Regions from separate parts of the Mus musculus genome. Here regions 1, 2, 3 and 5 are each linked to region 4. A link is a contact called in public Micro-C and promoter capture Hi-C data. All regions are on one chromosome and are shown on one strand. The core of a region is the stretch at or near the end of the contact, and the rest is flanking DNA. Distances in the headings are between cores, read along the strand shown.

Evidence for each region. Promoter capture Hi-C pulls out the DNA fragments that hold promoters and counts their contacts. A called contact is a pair of places that touch in the nucleus more often than the background predicts. Capture Hi-C pulls out chosen DNA fragments and counts their contacts.
Region 1: a promoter capture Hi-C map of adipose tissue shows a contact between it and region 4. The contact joins the promoter of Tmed3 here to the promoter of Rasgrf1 in region 4. A contact is called at or near these places in 6 of 39 promoter capture datasets (the 3T3-L1 cell line, the C10 cell line, cranial neural crest and 3 more), 4 of 484 Hi-C or Micro-C datasets (cerebral cortex and embryonic stem cells), 2 of 115 datasets of contacts at active chromatin or transcription factors (forebrain and pancreatic cancer cells) and 2 of 9 other capture datasets (adipose tissue and pancreatic islet).
Region 2: a Micro-C map of embryonic stem cells shows a contact between it and region 4, with 2.6 times the contacts expected there. The contact joins the promoter of Adamts7 here to the promoter of Rasgrf1 in region 4. A contact is called at or near these places in 4 of 39 promoter capture datasets (embryonic stem cells, liver and stem cell-derived epiblast-like cells), 7 of 484 Hi-C or Micro-C datasets (differentiating embryonic stem cells and embryonic stem cells) and 2 of 115 datasets of contacts at active chromatin or transcription factors (both in embryonic stem cells).
Region 3: a contact with region 4 is called in a promoter capture Hi-C map of liver. The contact joins the promoter of Ankrd34c here to the promoter of Rasgrf1 in region 4. A contact is called at or near these places in 1 of 39 promoter capture datasets (embryonic stem cells), 18 of 484 Hi-C or Micro-C datasets (all in embryonic stem cells), 2 of 115 datasets of contacts at active chromatin or transcription factors (both in embryonic stem cells) and 2 of 9 other capture datasets (adipose tissue and liver).
Region 5: a promoter capture Hi-C map of embryonic stem cells shows a contact between it and region 4. The contact joins the promoter of Ctsh here to the promoter of Rasgrf1 in region 4. A contact is called at or near these places in 6 of 39 promoter capture datasets (the HPC-7 cell line, cranial neural crest, embryonic stem cells and 1 more), 2 of 484 Hi-C or Micro-C datasets (embryonic stem cells and nephron progenitors), 5 of 115 datasets of contacts at active chromatin or transcription factors (embryonic stem cells and pancreatic cancer cells) and 3 of 9 other capture datasets (adipose tissue, liver and pancreatic islet).

What each region holds. Positions count from the first base shown.
Region 1 is chr9:89,703,723-89,706,422 of GRCm38.p6, forward strand. It overlaps Tmed3 (transmembrane p24 trafficking protein 3), which reads right to left and starts at 1,321. Exons shown (of 3, transcript NM_025360.2): 1 at 1,024-1,321. The coding sequence starts at 1,203.
Region 2 is chr9:90,161,546-90,164,245 of GRCm38.p6, forward strand. Adamts7 (a disintegrin-like and metallopeptidase (reprolysin type) with thrombospondin type 1 motif, 7) reads left to right here and starts at 1,433. Exons shown (of 24, transcript NM_001326351.1): 1 at 1,433-1,769. The coding sequence starts at 1,700.
Region 3 is chr9:89,737,099-89,739,798 of GRCm38.p6, forward strand. Ankrd34c (ankyrin repeat domain 34C) reads right to left here and starts at 1,377. Exons shown (of 2, transcript NM_207260.2): 1 at 985-1,377.
Region 4 is chr9:89,908,469-89,911,168 of GRCm38.p6, forward strand. It overlaps Rasgrf1 (RAS protein-specific guanine nucleotide-releasing factor 1), which reads left to right and starts at 1,307. Exons shown (of 27, transcript NM_011245.2): 1 at 1,307-1,805. The coding sequence starts at 1,530.
Region 5 is chr9:90,052,879-90,055,578 of GRCm38.p6, forward strand. It overlaps Ctsh (cathepsin H), which reads left to right and starts at 1,389. Exons shown (of 12, transcript NM_007801.3): 1 at 1,389-1,756. The coding sequence starts at 1,672.

The sequences.
Region 1 (2,700 bases), core at 71-2,570, 200 kb before region 4:
TCCTGGCTGTCCTGGAACTCTGTAAACCAGGCTGACCTCGAACTCAGAGATCCACCAGCCTCTGCCTCCCAAGTGCTGGGATTAAAGTCCTGCGCCACCACTGCCCAGCCAAGAATATTGTTCTTATTCTTAGGCTGCCTGTGCTGAGGCAGGCACACACACACACACACACACACACACACACTGTATGTCGTCCATAGATGTGAGAGCAGTCTCATCAGTGACTCCACCATACATGGAATTGTCAGCAGAAGCAACCTTCAGAGCGTCTACCATAGAAGGGCTTACTCATTGTACACAACTGGGGTGCCTGTGTCACCTCATTTCTAGAGGTCTTGCTTTATGGTGGTCATTCATCCCTCTGACCCTATGCCTACTCATTAACCCTAGGGGATAGAGCCTTTACCAAAGCAACTGTTAGCTATGAGATCTGTCCATGGAGACCAAAGTGCAGGACCTAACTTTGTTGAGCCATATGGTAAGCAGAGAGGCAAGCCACATAGCCACACCACTGGGGAGGGAGTGTGTGTGACTGTCCTTAAGTATACACTGGCAGGGTTCGAAGTCTGCACTGAACCCTCCTTTCAAAAAAAAAAAACCCTTCATCACTCCAACTATGTCACCCCAAACTCCAGCTGTAAAGGATGCAGCTGACTTCAGCACCAGCAAGACACCCAGCCCAAAGTGACAGTTGGGTCAGACTGCCACCCAGTGGGTGTCCAGCTAATTAATACTGATGTTCCTGGAGGTACCTGGGAGAGGTCATTCTGGTCAATTCTGCAGGGGGCGACAGGGGGCGGTAACAGGCCCCCCATCCTGAGCGCTCACCTGTAGCCTGCCTAACTCCCCAGTGCCCCTGGCCCACTTCGGGAGGGCTCTGGCAGATACAAACGTTTCTTCTCAGGGAGAAGTCAACCGGTCTGGGGTTGTTATCCCCGACCCCCTCAGCCTTTGGTGGCTAATCTTGGCCGCTCCGGATGGCGGCGCACCAGTAGCCCCAGTGAGACGCGGCTAGGGCCGCACCTGGTAATCCAGAGAGAACTTCACGCCCTGCTCCACCTCTTCGTGGAAGCACTGCTTGGCGTTGTCCGGCAGCTCGAAGGTGAGCTCAGCGCTCCGCAGTGGCTCGGCCCGGAGCAGGAGCAGAAGCAGCAGCTGTAGCAGCATCTGGAAGGATGAAGCGTGCGGAGCCTCGTGGACCATGATGCTCCGGGCCTAGTCCTCTCTAGGCTCCCGCGCAGCGACAGCAGGGACAGCAGGGAGAGGGGAGGGGCCCCCTGAAGAGACGTGGCGCGAGCTCAGCACAGCGGTTCCGGGTGGCGGCCACTCCGCGCGCAGCCGCACACCAGAGAGGTGGGCGGGGAACCTTTCCGCCCGCTGCGCAAGCGCATCACTGAGTTTAGGCGCTATTGTATTTGATGCGGCTCTTGGACTCGGGTACTTCTCAGTGCGTCCCTTCAACTCGGAAACCGTTGGGCTTCTAGTCTGTTTCTGACTTGCTGTCACTTAGTGTCTGCCACGTCTCCGGAGAAATCCCGGACGTAATGAACACATTCAGTAGTTAGGAGGACTCGATGGACTAGAAAGGAACCGCAGGGAAGGGAGGCGACGGATCCTCCACTCCCCCCTCCTACCTAAGGTGAAGAAGTGTTCAACAAAGTAAACCCCATGGCTACACTGGGGGAAAACAGGTTTTCTTGCACACAGACTCCCTTCTGGAAATAAAAGCATCTAAAGGATTTCAATTATGTTTTCGCATTCGGGTCACATTGAAAATTTTTTCAGAGAGAATCTGCCATCCCCTTTAACTTCTAAAAGTGTTGAAAGACAAGTTGATTTATTGTCTTATTCATGACAACTGCCCTAAGAAGGATATATATGATTTTATGTTCACCATAGTCCATAAACAAAGAGACATTACATGTTATAATATTTGCTGATACATAAACACTTACTGTCAGTAGAACATTATTAGATATGGTGAATCTTAATTTTAACAAAGAATTTCACTACTCATATATACTACCACATAGATAAAATTGGCATACACTACCACTGGCCATACTGGATCCTGTATCAAGGAGCTAATGTGCATGAAAGCAGCACCCATAATATAATTATTAATAAAATGTACTATCTCTGTGCTAGATTAGATGTGAAAGAGGTGTTGAGCTGTGTGCCTTGGGGCTCCTTCCCTGCTTGTCCTATTTAACATTGACTTATATTTCTTATTTTCAATTATGTGTATGCACATGTGTGTATATGAGTATGTATATATGAATGCAGGTCTCCAAAGAGGCCAGAGGCTTTGGATCCCCTGGAGCTAGAATTGCAGGCAGTTGTCACTCATTTGATAAGGCTTTTGGGACCCAAACTGGGGTCCTCTAGAAGTATTCTTAACCAGTGAGCCATCTCTCCTCCAACTCTTAACATTTTTAATGAAGAGTATTTGAAGATGTGAAAGTTATAATCATCTAACTGGAAAATCAAGTGAAGAAAAACAAAACAAAACAAAACAAAACAAAACTGAAGTTCCCACAAGTTAAAGATGAAGCGCTACATTTAAGTTCCAGGTGGTGGGGATGGGGGTTGGGAGGGTGGGGGAGGGAGGGGGAATCTGCAGTGGTTCAAAAGAAGAGGCCTGGTTTCACAGCTCTTTAAGTTGGAGCAGGCAGAATTGGAATCAGCATCAAACTACAT
Region 2 (2,700 bases), core at 183-2,682, 250 kb after region 4:
AAACCATGGACAGAAGAAAATATTGGAACTGAATCCTTTTGGGAAGACGGAGGGAGAGGGTTGCAGAGTCCTGGTGAGATCATTTTCCAACAGTGCAAAGTGTTTGCTCTGCATATTCAGAAAGAGAAAGTAGGTGCCAGCTTTCCGTACCTTTGCACTGGGTGGGAGATGTTCAGGAAGATGGGATAGCCTTTGTTGTTCCTGCCACTGTCAGAGGTGGGGGGGTGGGGGGGGAGAGGGAAGATGGAGCCCGAAGAGGTCAAAGGGTAAAGAGAAGAAAGATGACAAGGGACTAGAGGACACAAAACGAAATAAACCAACAACAATCTCCGCTGCAGGGGATGTCACAGCCTCAGGTGGTACCAAGACCTAAAAGAACTAAGATGGAGACATTGAGGATGACTGTGAGGAGAGCAGATGTCGATGCATTACACACATCTCCCTAGAGCTAAGAGAGCCGGACAGCAGAGAGATACAAGTGAGCTCTCTGGTAGGAGAAACACCATGAAACTGCCAATGAGCCGTATGGGTCCCTGTGTACCTTGGTGGGCACAAAGAGTGGCCAAGGGGGAGAAGAAGGATTGTACAAGTACATCACTGTCAGGGTAGAACCAGGCTCAGTGAAGGTGTGTGTGTGTGTGTGTGTGTGTGTGTGTGTGTGTGTGTGTGTGTGTGTGTGTGCGCGCCCGCGCGCGCCCGCGTGCATGTTCTCCTGAGTCTGCTCCTGGAAGTATAGGCTAAAGGGGATGTGGATTAGGGCCACCAAGGACAGAAGATTTTTAGGAATATGAAGCAAGGTTGGCTGGCTTTCAGGCTACCAGGGTCCCTTCTGAAAGTCTGTAGCCACTGTCTTGGCCCACCAGAGTCTCTAGGCTGTTGGCAGAACGCTGTGCCGAGTCCAGGGAAAACAGACATCTGAAAGCATCTGGAGGCAAGGAATCAGCGAACTGCTGCCCAGTCTAGAAGGGCCCAAGTCTTTCTCCTAGGTTGACTTTGGACACAAATCTAGAATCCCCCGGATCGTGCCTCCTTGCTGTGCCATCTCCGTTCCTTGGGGGTTTCCAGGTTTCTTTCTCTGAAGGGCAGGCATTCTTTGCCTGGGACGCATACCCAAGAATGTCTCTTGAAGCATAGATAGTGACAAGAAACTGCAGAACTCCAGATTTTTTTTGGGAGGGGACGGGGGGGGGGGTAGATCTCGGAGGATACAGACGGCCTGGGCGCGCACCACCGCCAGGGGGACGTCTGTAGCCCTGCGGGCGGTCCGGAGCCTGAGTTGGTAGGGTGGGGACCGTGCTCTGCAAGAGGTGGCCCGCCCGCAGGGCGCTGAGGCCTGGCGGGGGCGGGGCGAGACCGGTGGGGGCGGGGGCAGGAGCCCGCCGGGCGGGGCGGGGGTGGGCGCCCTGCTCCCCCTCCCGCCCTCCCTCCTTCCTTTTCTTTCTTTCTTTCTTTCTTTCTTTTTTTTTTCCTGGGCTTCTCGCTCTCTTTCTTTGCCTCGGCAGCTGGCTGAGGGGGCGGGCCTTGCAGTCTTTGTTGCCGGAGGAGCGAGTGCAGCTGCCCGGCGGCTAGAGTCAGGACCCGGACCTTGGGAAGAGTTTAAAGCCAGGCATGTCCTGAGTCGGACCCAGGCCCGGCTGGGACGCAACGGCGTAGACGAAGGAGTGCACAGGGGTCGTCCTGCGGCCACCCCGTCCGGGCCATGCACCGTGGTCCGAGTCTCCTCCTGATCCTGTGCGCTCTGGCGTCCCGCGTCCTCGGACCTGCATCAGGTGGGTGGCTGAGCCTCTGGGACCCGTCTGACCCTGCCACCCTTTCTGCAATCCCAGCCGCTTCTCTGTGCACCCCGCGCAGGACCGGCTTACTCTGAGACTAGGGATCAGCTGGGGTCGTGTTGGCAGCTGAGAGAAGCTGCACCTACCGGGAGCCATCCTTCAGTTGTCCACTCAGCTGGCATCCGGGACTTGCCACTGGAGTGAGCTTGCACTCTCTTCGGGCTTCGGCTTCCCTGCCGCGCGTGCTGCGCTGAGTGCATCTTTCCCAGGAGAGCGCTCCTCCGAGTGGGCTGGACGATTCGCGCGAGACGGCTTCTTACACACTCCTTCGGGGTGACTCTCCTGGAAAGCAAACTAGCCAGGACGCTGCTGGGGACCGCGCCAGGTCGCAGGTCTACCGGGGTCCGCCGCCTCTCCTCCCAGCTAGGCGGACGTGGGGGTCCGAGTCCCCATCGCCTTTGCATTTCCTGTTTCCCCCTCCCCCAAGTGTTCAAGGGAGGGGAATGGGGGAGCCTGAGCTTCTTCCTCCGCCCTGGGTTAACTCTCCCAGCCCCGCCTGGCCGGCCGGCCTCCGACGAGCCTCTGGCCAGCATCCAGGCTCTTGTTTGGCCGCGACCTGCGTTGTAGCGCGCTTCTGGAGAGTCCGGAGCAGCGGGCCTGGGACTGTGAGAGTCAGGGATGTGGAAGACCCCAGAGCCCGTGTTTAGCACGCTCCAGGCCAAATGGGGGCTGGTTATGTATCTGCAGGTGAGGGATTCAAGGGTATGACAGGGGTGACGGGACTGGAGGGATGAATGAACTCTTGAGTGAGTTGGACCAATATGCATGGGGCAGGGGTGACCTCAAGGAAGATCTGCCCTGAGCCTGATTAGGCCATTTGCCATCCTGGTCAAGATACTGTAGCTGTGGGCCTGGATGCCAGGGACAT
Region 3 (2,700 bases), core at 127-2,626, 170 kb before region 4:
ATAAAAATAGCATAGAAATGGAACTATTATGGTATATAAAATTATACAATCTATATAGAGCATTTGGCACCGGGTGTTGGCATGCGGTAAGCGACTTATAAAAGATAAGTACTTTGGAAAGTTTGGATACACCCTCCCAAACAGAGGAGGCCACTTCGTTTAGCTGCAGCATTCGCGGAACCTTGGAAAGATACCTTTGCACTCCGCCCCTTCCTTCTGTAGTCACAGGAAGCAGTTAGAAGCCGATTAAAAACTGAACTTCACAAATATTCGTCTTTTCGGTTCAAGAGCCCCGTTTTGCCAAACCCAGGGAGTCACCGCCCACCATGCAGAGGTAACTGCGGAGGAACTAAACAGCGCCTCTGGCTTAAAGCTGCAGGGGTGGAGGTGGGAAAGGGCTCTGTCCGAAGTGCTGAAACCCGGGGTGTGGCTGCGCCTGGTGTATGGGAATCCATTGCTATCAGTGTCTTTGGGTCCCTTCCTGAGGACTGATTATGGGTGGGGGTGGGGTGGCGGAGTCAATTGAAGTCAGAGCCGTAAATGCTCCTCCCATCATTTCTCAGAAATTCTCAGACACATACACTTTACAATTTTGTGCACATTTTCAGAATCACACCTTGTCTTTGCCCACTCCCCACAGGTTTATGCAAAAAACGTAAGGCTTTGCTCCAGTTTTAGTTCCTATAAAAACCCAGACGCCCAACAGCCTGCCCCAATCTGCAACCATTTCCTACAAAAGTCCCTGGCTCCTACGCATGTCATCCCCACGCGTTAATGCAAATATATATATTTTACATTAAATCCTTTCATTCCAGTCTCCCACAATTTCCTGTGATAAAAACAGGCTCTCTCCTACCAGCCCCGCCTCCTGCCCTGGCTAGAAAACGCAGACTTACTTCTGGGGAGACTCTAGACTCACCTAGGTGACCAGCAGAAAGCCTTTGAGGTGCACTTAACCCGTGGGGGGGGGGCTTACCTGCTTACCCAGAGATGCTACCTTGGTCCAGGACTTGGACAGAGCCATCACTTCCACAGCACCTCCTCCTGCGGCTTCAGGTTGGCTCCAGGAGGGCTCTGCCTGTCTGAAGCAGAGCCAGAAGCTGAACTAGCCCTGTCTTCGTGGATGCCGTTGAATGACTTGCTCAGAACTTCTTCAAGGGCCACAAATGAAACCTCTGTGCCAATTATTCGAATCACCCTGATCTTCCAACTTGTGGTGGCCAAGGAGAAAGAAGTATTTAATAAGAGAAAGAAGTATTAAAGAAATGTGAGGATGCTCCCTAGACTGCAGCTTCTAGCTGCAGAGCTCCTGCGCAGCCCAGTCCTGCAGCTTGGCTTCTGCTGGCTGGCTCCACTGCTGCCCGCTGGCGCCCGAGAAAGGCTCTCCAGCCGGGAACAGAGAGGGCTGTGTGGGTGGGTGTGAGCGAGGAAGCTGAAAGGAGGGGGCAGTGAGGGTGGGGGAGGTGCCTACCTGCCCCTGTGGGGAAAGGAGCCGCTGCCCCTCCCCCTTGTCCCTAGTTCTCCTTGAAATCAGACTTGCTTAACAACTTGGCAGGAGCCTTTGAGCCCCTGGTGTATTTGCGCAAGTGAAGAGTCTATTCCTTGGGGTCTGGAGATTTGAACGGACCTTTCCAAAGTCTTGTCACCGGTAGGGATTCAAACTCGTGTCTGCTTTGCTTTTCCTATGGCTCTGCCTATTTCAGATTTCCTTGATAAACTTGAGATCTCAGGATGACAGTCCACAATGAGAGAATCTGATTGTGTGTGTGTGTGTGTGTGTGTGTGTGTGTGTGTGTGTGTGTGTGTGTGGTGGCTCCACATGGCTACTTCTGGATTGCATCAACTCCAACCTTTAACCCACCTCCTTCCTACTTCTATGACTTCCCATGGAGTCAACACTAAACAATTTTTAGTTATCTTTTAACTAAATTAATTCATAGCTACTGCATATTATTCAAAGCAGAGTACGGTTTTAGCAAGTGGGTGCCTCCTTCCACTGAGCCCTGTAGACTCCTTTCCCCACTAGTCAGCTTCCTAGAGGTAAGTTGAATTTTCTTCTAAATTTCATGCACACATAGCATTGATTTACCCTACCCCAAAATGTCCTACTTCTTGACATAATTTTAGTGATTTCTATATTTCTTGAAAATTATCTCATTTATATGTTCAACGTTCCAGCACAAAGTTTCAAAGTATTGTCTTGCTATTTTTATGTATGTATGTATGTATGTATGTATGTATGTATGTATGTATGTCTCTGACACTGTTCCAAAAAAATCCTCTTTGCTTTCCTAATACTTTCTGTTGAAATTGTCTATCACTTCTCTTTTACTTATTTTAAAACCAAACTTACTAGATAGCTATCAATGTTACTGATCTTTTAAATGGATCGATATTATTTCCTACTGTGCTTTTATTAGTCAGCAGTGCCATAGTACTACACATGGAAGTTTCCATTCAGTCCCCATAATTTTTTAATGACTTGAGTTCTGTTTATGGAGTCCCCTTAATCCCAGTAAAAGTTAGTATAGTCACTTCTACATTTCCCATCTTGCTAAGTGAGACTTTCTACCCCAGAATCTCAACAGTGTTTCTTTCCCTAAATGTTTTCATGGTTTGTAACTATTATATTTGTGCAAAGGAGTAATGCAGAGGTTAGAAGCCAATTATTCCACATCACCCCTGAAAAATCCATTTTTT
Region 4 (2,700 bases), core at 57-2,556:
TTCCAGACTATGGTGCATGGTGTGTGTGTGTGTGTGTGTGTGTGTGTGTGTGTGTGTGTGTGTGTGTGTTTCTAAAGGGGGAAGGGCTCTCGCGGTTCTGTGAGGAAAGATGGTGTTGTTTTGTGTGTGTGTGTGTGTGTGTTTTTCTCTCTCCAGAGAGCTGCGAGGACACCCGTCCCGGCTGCAAACTGTCAGCGCCGGGCGCCGTTCCCGGTTTCAACGAGGCCGCTGCCCTCTGCGGCAGACGGCGATGCGCGCTCCCCGCACCAGAACCCGGCTGGCCCGGCAGCCCGCGCGCTCTGCCGGTGCAGCATGCGGGCGCTGTGACGTTCTCGAATAAATGCCGTGTAACTGTGTAGGCGAATTGAAGCTAAAAATAAGAACGGAAAATCTATCATTAAGGTATCATTGCGCCAGCGCAGCTATGTGAAGGCTCCCATGGTCCCAGGCGCCTGTGTTTGAAGCCCGCCTTCAGGCTTCTGGGATATTTGCTGAAAACTCCCACCAGTGGCTTGCCAGCCAGACCTTGGGGTTTATGGGGTGACACCGGTTATTATGGCAATGCTCAAAATGGAGCGGTCACCTCTTCCCACCCAAGTTCACCCCTTTTATTCTCGTGTCGCCGGCGAAGCCGCGAGGAATAGAGAAAAAAAAACAGACTCGAACGGTTATGAACAAACTAGTGCATCCCTTTTACTATCCACCTTCCTCCATCCACCTTGAATTAGAAAAATAAAGTAGGGAAAGAAGGTGAGAGAAAGCTGTAGGAGAGAAAAACGACAAATGGGGCCGACCCTAGGTCTAAGGTGCGCCGCGGCGGGGCGCAAAGAACACAAACTCCGAGGAGGCGAGCCTCCGGGGTGCCATTGGCTTGAACGAAAATTGATCTGATTTGGCTTAGAACACCCGAAGTAGAGAAGAGGAAAACAAGGAGGGAGGGGTAGGCGTGTATGTGTGCGTGTGCGTGCGTGTGTGTGTGTGTGTGTGTGTGTGTGTGTGTGTGTGTATGTGTGTGTTTGCGTGTGTGCGTGTGTTTGCGTGTGTGTGTCCGGGGAGGGGAGGAGGCGCCAAGGTGCAGCCTGCGTGCGGCTCTGCGCCTCGGCGGGGCTGCGTGCGTGTGTCCCTGTCCGCGCTGCTGAAACGGGCTCTTCGAGGGATTGGCGTCATATGACTCCGCCTGCTGCCCCCAGCCCTCGCGCAGACCGCCCTCCCCTCAGTTAGCTGAGGGAGGGTCGTGCAACATCCCCAGGGGCCCCCGCGGCTCTGCGGAGAGAAGAGGTTCCAGCCAGGAAGGGTCCAGCTAGGAGCGAGCACGGCGCCCGATCTCAAAGTGTAGATCTTGAAGGGGGCGGGGTGTGAGAGAGCGAGGGAGGGCGGGGGAGCGAGAGAGAGAGAGAGAGCGCGCGCGAGGGAGAGCGAGGGAGCGATTCAGAGAGCGCCAGAGAACGGCAGAGCGCGCACCGACGAGGGGCATTCGGATGCCTCTCTGAGATGTAAGTGCGTAGCAGTCTCTCAGGCCTTCTAGCATCATGCAGAAAGCCATCCGGCTTAACGATGGCCACGTCGTGACCCTGGGACTGCTGGCACAGAAGGACGGCACGCGCAAAGGCTACCTGAGCAAGAGGAGTGCGGACAACCCAAAATGGCAAACCAAGTGGTTTGCCCTGCTCCAGAACCTGCTTTTCTACTTCGAAAGCGACTCCAGCCCTCGGCCCTCGGGGCTCTACCTGCTCGAGGGAAGTATCTGTAAACGCGCGCCCTCCCCCAAGCGAGGGACCTCCTCCAAGGAGTCCGGCGAGAAACAGGTGAGGGAGCGCCGCGTCCCGACCTCCCGCGCCCCTGCTAAGGCCTTTGAGGGTTCAGGGCCTTCCATCCAGCTTTGGGGACAGAACTTTGACCCTCTCCTCTAAGAATTCAGGGCGTCTCAGCATCTTTCGCGGGAAGGACCGGCTGGACCAAATTGGGAGGGTGACCCTAGTGCGGGCAGAGGAGGCAGGGACTGCGGGTAGGGCGCCGCTACCAGCTGCGACCGCCCTTGGCAGGGTAAACCCCGTAGGAGTGGCGGGGGGGGGGTGTTGGTGGTGGCGGGGACAGGAAGCCTGAAACTTGGAGATAGAGATGAAGATGGGGTCCAAAGGACCTACTCGGGCAAGGAATTTCATCACCGTCCGACTTAAAATGGTGCCCCTAGCCCCATCCCAACCCCCACCCTCACCCCCATCCTTGATAGTCCCCATCTTCTGCCCGAAATGTGAAATTCCTTACACTTAGGCTTGGAAAGGGTGAGACAGACGTCGAAGCGTCGCGGTCCCCTGTCTCACGCAGCTAGGGGAGAATTATAATCTGCGCTAGCCTGGCCGAGTTAGGGAATTGGGGTGGGGGTGGGGGGCTGGGGAGTCGTTATTTTGTGTGATCTAGTGATGATGTGCTTCAGCTGGCTCTGGCCAGGCTAACAAACCCCAGGGTTTACAAACAAACGCTGAAATGCGCGGAGGCCAGGGCCAGGGCTGCTGCGAAGCAGTGGGACAAGTGGGTTCTTCTTTCCTCCCCCGCCCCTTGCGCCGCAGCGGCCGCTGCAGTCGCCGCGGTAGCGCTGCGCTCACTCGTTCATTCGCTTGTGGCGTTGTCCAAAAAGCAAGGCTAAAGGGCTAGGCCGCGATCTGCAGCGGGCCTAGACGTCAGAGACGCGCTAGTTTGCCA
Region 5 (2,700 bases), core at 139-2,638, 140 kb after region 4:
GAAACACATTGTCTTAGTCAGGGTTTCTATTCCTGCACAAACATCATGACCAAGAAGCAAGTTGGGGAGGAAAGGGTTTATTCGGCTTACACTTCCATACTGCTATTCATCACCAAGGAAGTCAGGACTGGAACTCAAGCAGGTCAGGAAGCAGGAGCTGATGCAGAGGCCATGGAGGGATGTTCCTTACTGGCTTGCTTCCCCTGGCTTGCTCAGCCTGCTCTCTTATAGAACCAAGACTACCAGCCCAGAGATGGTTCCACCCACAAGGGGCCTTTCCCCCTTGATCACTAATTGAGAAAATGCCTTACAGCTGGATCTCATGGAGGCATTTCCTCAATTGAAGCTTCTTTCTCTGTGATAACTCCAGCTGTGTCAAGTTGACACACAAAACCAGCCAGTACACACATCAAGTCAGATATCCTAAAATGGGAGCCCTTTGCACACTATCTGTCCTTGGAGCCATACTCCAGGCCTGTCAGAACCGATCAGTGTAGATTCAGTGTCCACATGTCCAGAGTATCTGAAAGACGTGCCTTTGTGTGGTGGCTTTTGGTTCGGTTTGTCTATTTGGCTATTTGGGGGGGGTGGGGGGGAGTGTGTGTGTGTGTTTATAGGAGTACTAGGCATTGAACTTATTCAAGGCTTATATGAGAGCCTTGTGCATGATGGACCATGCTCGCTGAGTTACATCCGTAGCCTCAGGGCTTCTTAAATAGAATTCTGAAAACTGGTCAAAGCCACTAGACCAGTAGTTTCAACCTCATTTTATGGTGATCCCCAAACCATTAGATTATTTTTGTTGCTATGTCATAACTGTACATTTGATACTATTATAAATTATAATATAAATATCTGTGTTTTTCGATGGTCTTAGGTGGCCCCTTTTAAAGGGTCATTTGACCCCCAGGTAGAGAACCACCTTACTATACTTAATTCTAAAAGACTTCTGGAATCTCTTCCCCCGGCACTAGAAAGACAGAATCTGACCAAAGAATCTCAGGAGAGGAAGGTCATTCTGCCTTCATCAAAATGCCATGGGCTGCCAGGAGAAACTTGTAAAGGAGGCTGAAACAGGAGGGTTACAAGTTCAAAGACAGCCTGGGCTATATGGGGACTGTAAGAAGAAAAAAAGAGCCAGGTGTGGTGGCGCACACCTTTAATCCCAGCACTTGGGAGGCAGAGGCAGGTGGATTTCTGAGTTCAAGGCCAGCCTGGTCTACAAAGTGAGTACAGAGAAACCCTGTCTCAAAAAACCAAAACAGAAGAAGAAGGAAGAAGAAGGAGGAAGGAGGAGGAAGCAACGCAAATGCCTGGAAGCAACCCAAATGCCTGTTGGGGGTGAGCAGTCCAGACAGCCCTCTGGTTAAGTCATTTCAAGCTATAGGGAAGGCCAGGGAGCTATGGTTCAAGAAACCTTCACGGAGACGGAGTTACCAGAGATGGGGACAGACAGGAAACTGGGGATTAGGCTGCGCTTCCTCCCACTTGGCAGGGACTAGCCTTCAGGGTCAGACCCTGAGAACCCTTCTTCCCAAGAGCAGGAGTGTAATGGCCACAGGGGGCAGGAGAGGAACCATCATCACCTAGGCGGAGGCCAGAGTCGCCCCACCTCCTTTCCACAGGCTGGGCTCAGAGGGCACTCGGTGGGACCGGGCAGTGAGCGCCGAGATGTGGGCTGCGCTGCCGCTGCTGTGCGCTGGGGCCTGGCTGCTGAGTACTGGGGCCACCGCCGAGCTGACCGTGAACGCCATAGGTAGGAGGGAGAAAGTGGGGCGCAGGGCTCCGAGGGCACCGGAGGGAGAACAGGGACGGGCTAGTCTCGGGGGACACGCGTCTTGCGTGATCCGAGGAACAGGCTGGCAGGTACCTAGAGTCCTTTTGGCTCAGATCTAGATACAGAAGCCTTCAGCCCCTTCTGCCGGACAGCTAAGGGCACAAAACTTTCCTGTCCCACCACGGGAGGGAGCGGGACATCCCAGCCTGTACTTTCCGTGGACTTGGCCTCCCCGGGGATCGCCCTGCCTGGGTTATTAGTCCGACTGTGCCGTGCTGGGGTGACTCCCTGCCCTGCGGAACATGGGGCACCCACAGAAGTTTTAACCCTAGCGTCTGTGGTGTGCCTGGAAAAAGCTGGCTCGGGAAAGTCGCCTCAACTCTTGGCAAAGTGCAACCGCAGGAGACTAACCAGTAAATATTTTACTGTGTACAACGTTGGTCTCTGTAGCAACTCCTAAAGGCTACAAACGAACCTTTGGAACCTGTGGAACGAACGCAGCTACGGGTAGCTGGTTCTAATAGATGTTTATTTATGGACAGTGAAAACAGAAGTTAAAGCGCGCCAGCCATTTTTAAGTGTAAAGAGCCGGTCAATCAAAGCCCCTGGCTGAGAGTAGATGGTGGTCTGGGATTTCCTAGCCCTGCTGATGGTCCTTCCGCAGGACACACAAAACTTCCTTTAAAAAAAAAAAAAAAGATTTTATTAGCATATATTAATTGTACTTAATAATAAGTTTCATTATTACATTTTCATGAGTGTTTATAATATATCCTGATATATTTCAGCCTTCATTACCCTCTATTGTTCCCCCTCCCATTTCTACTTTCTCTTACCAGCTTGTCTTTCTTTCTTTTTGGTTTTGTAACTCACTGGAACTAGGGCTTTCAGAGAGAGAGATAAATGCCACGTAGCAAATTCAT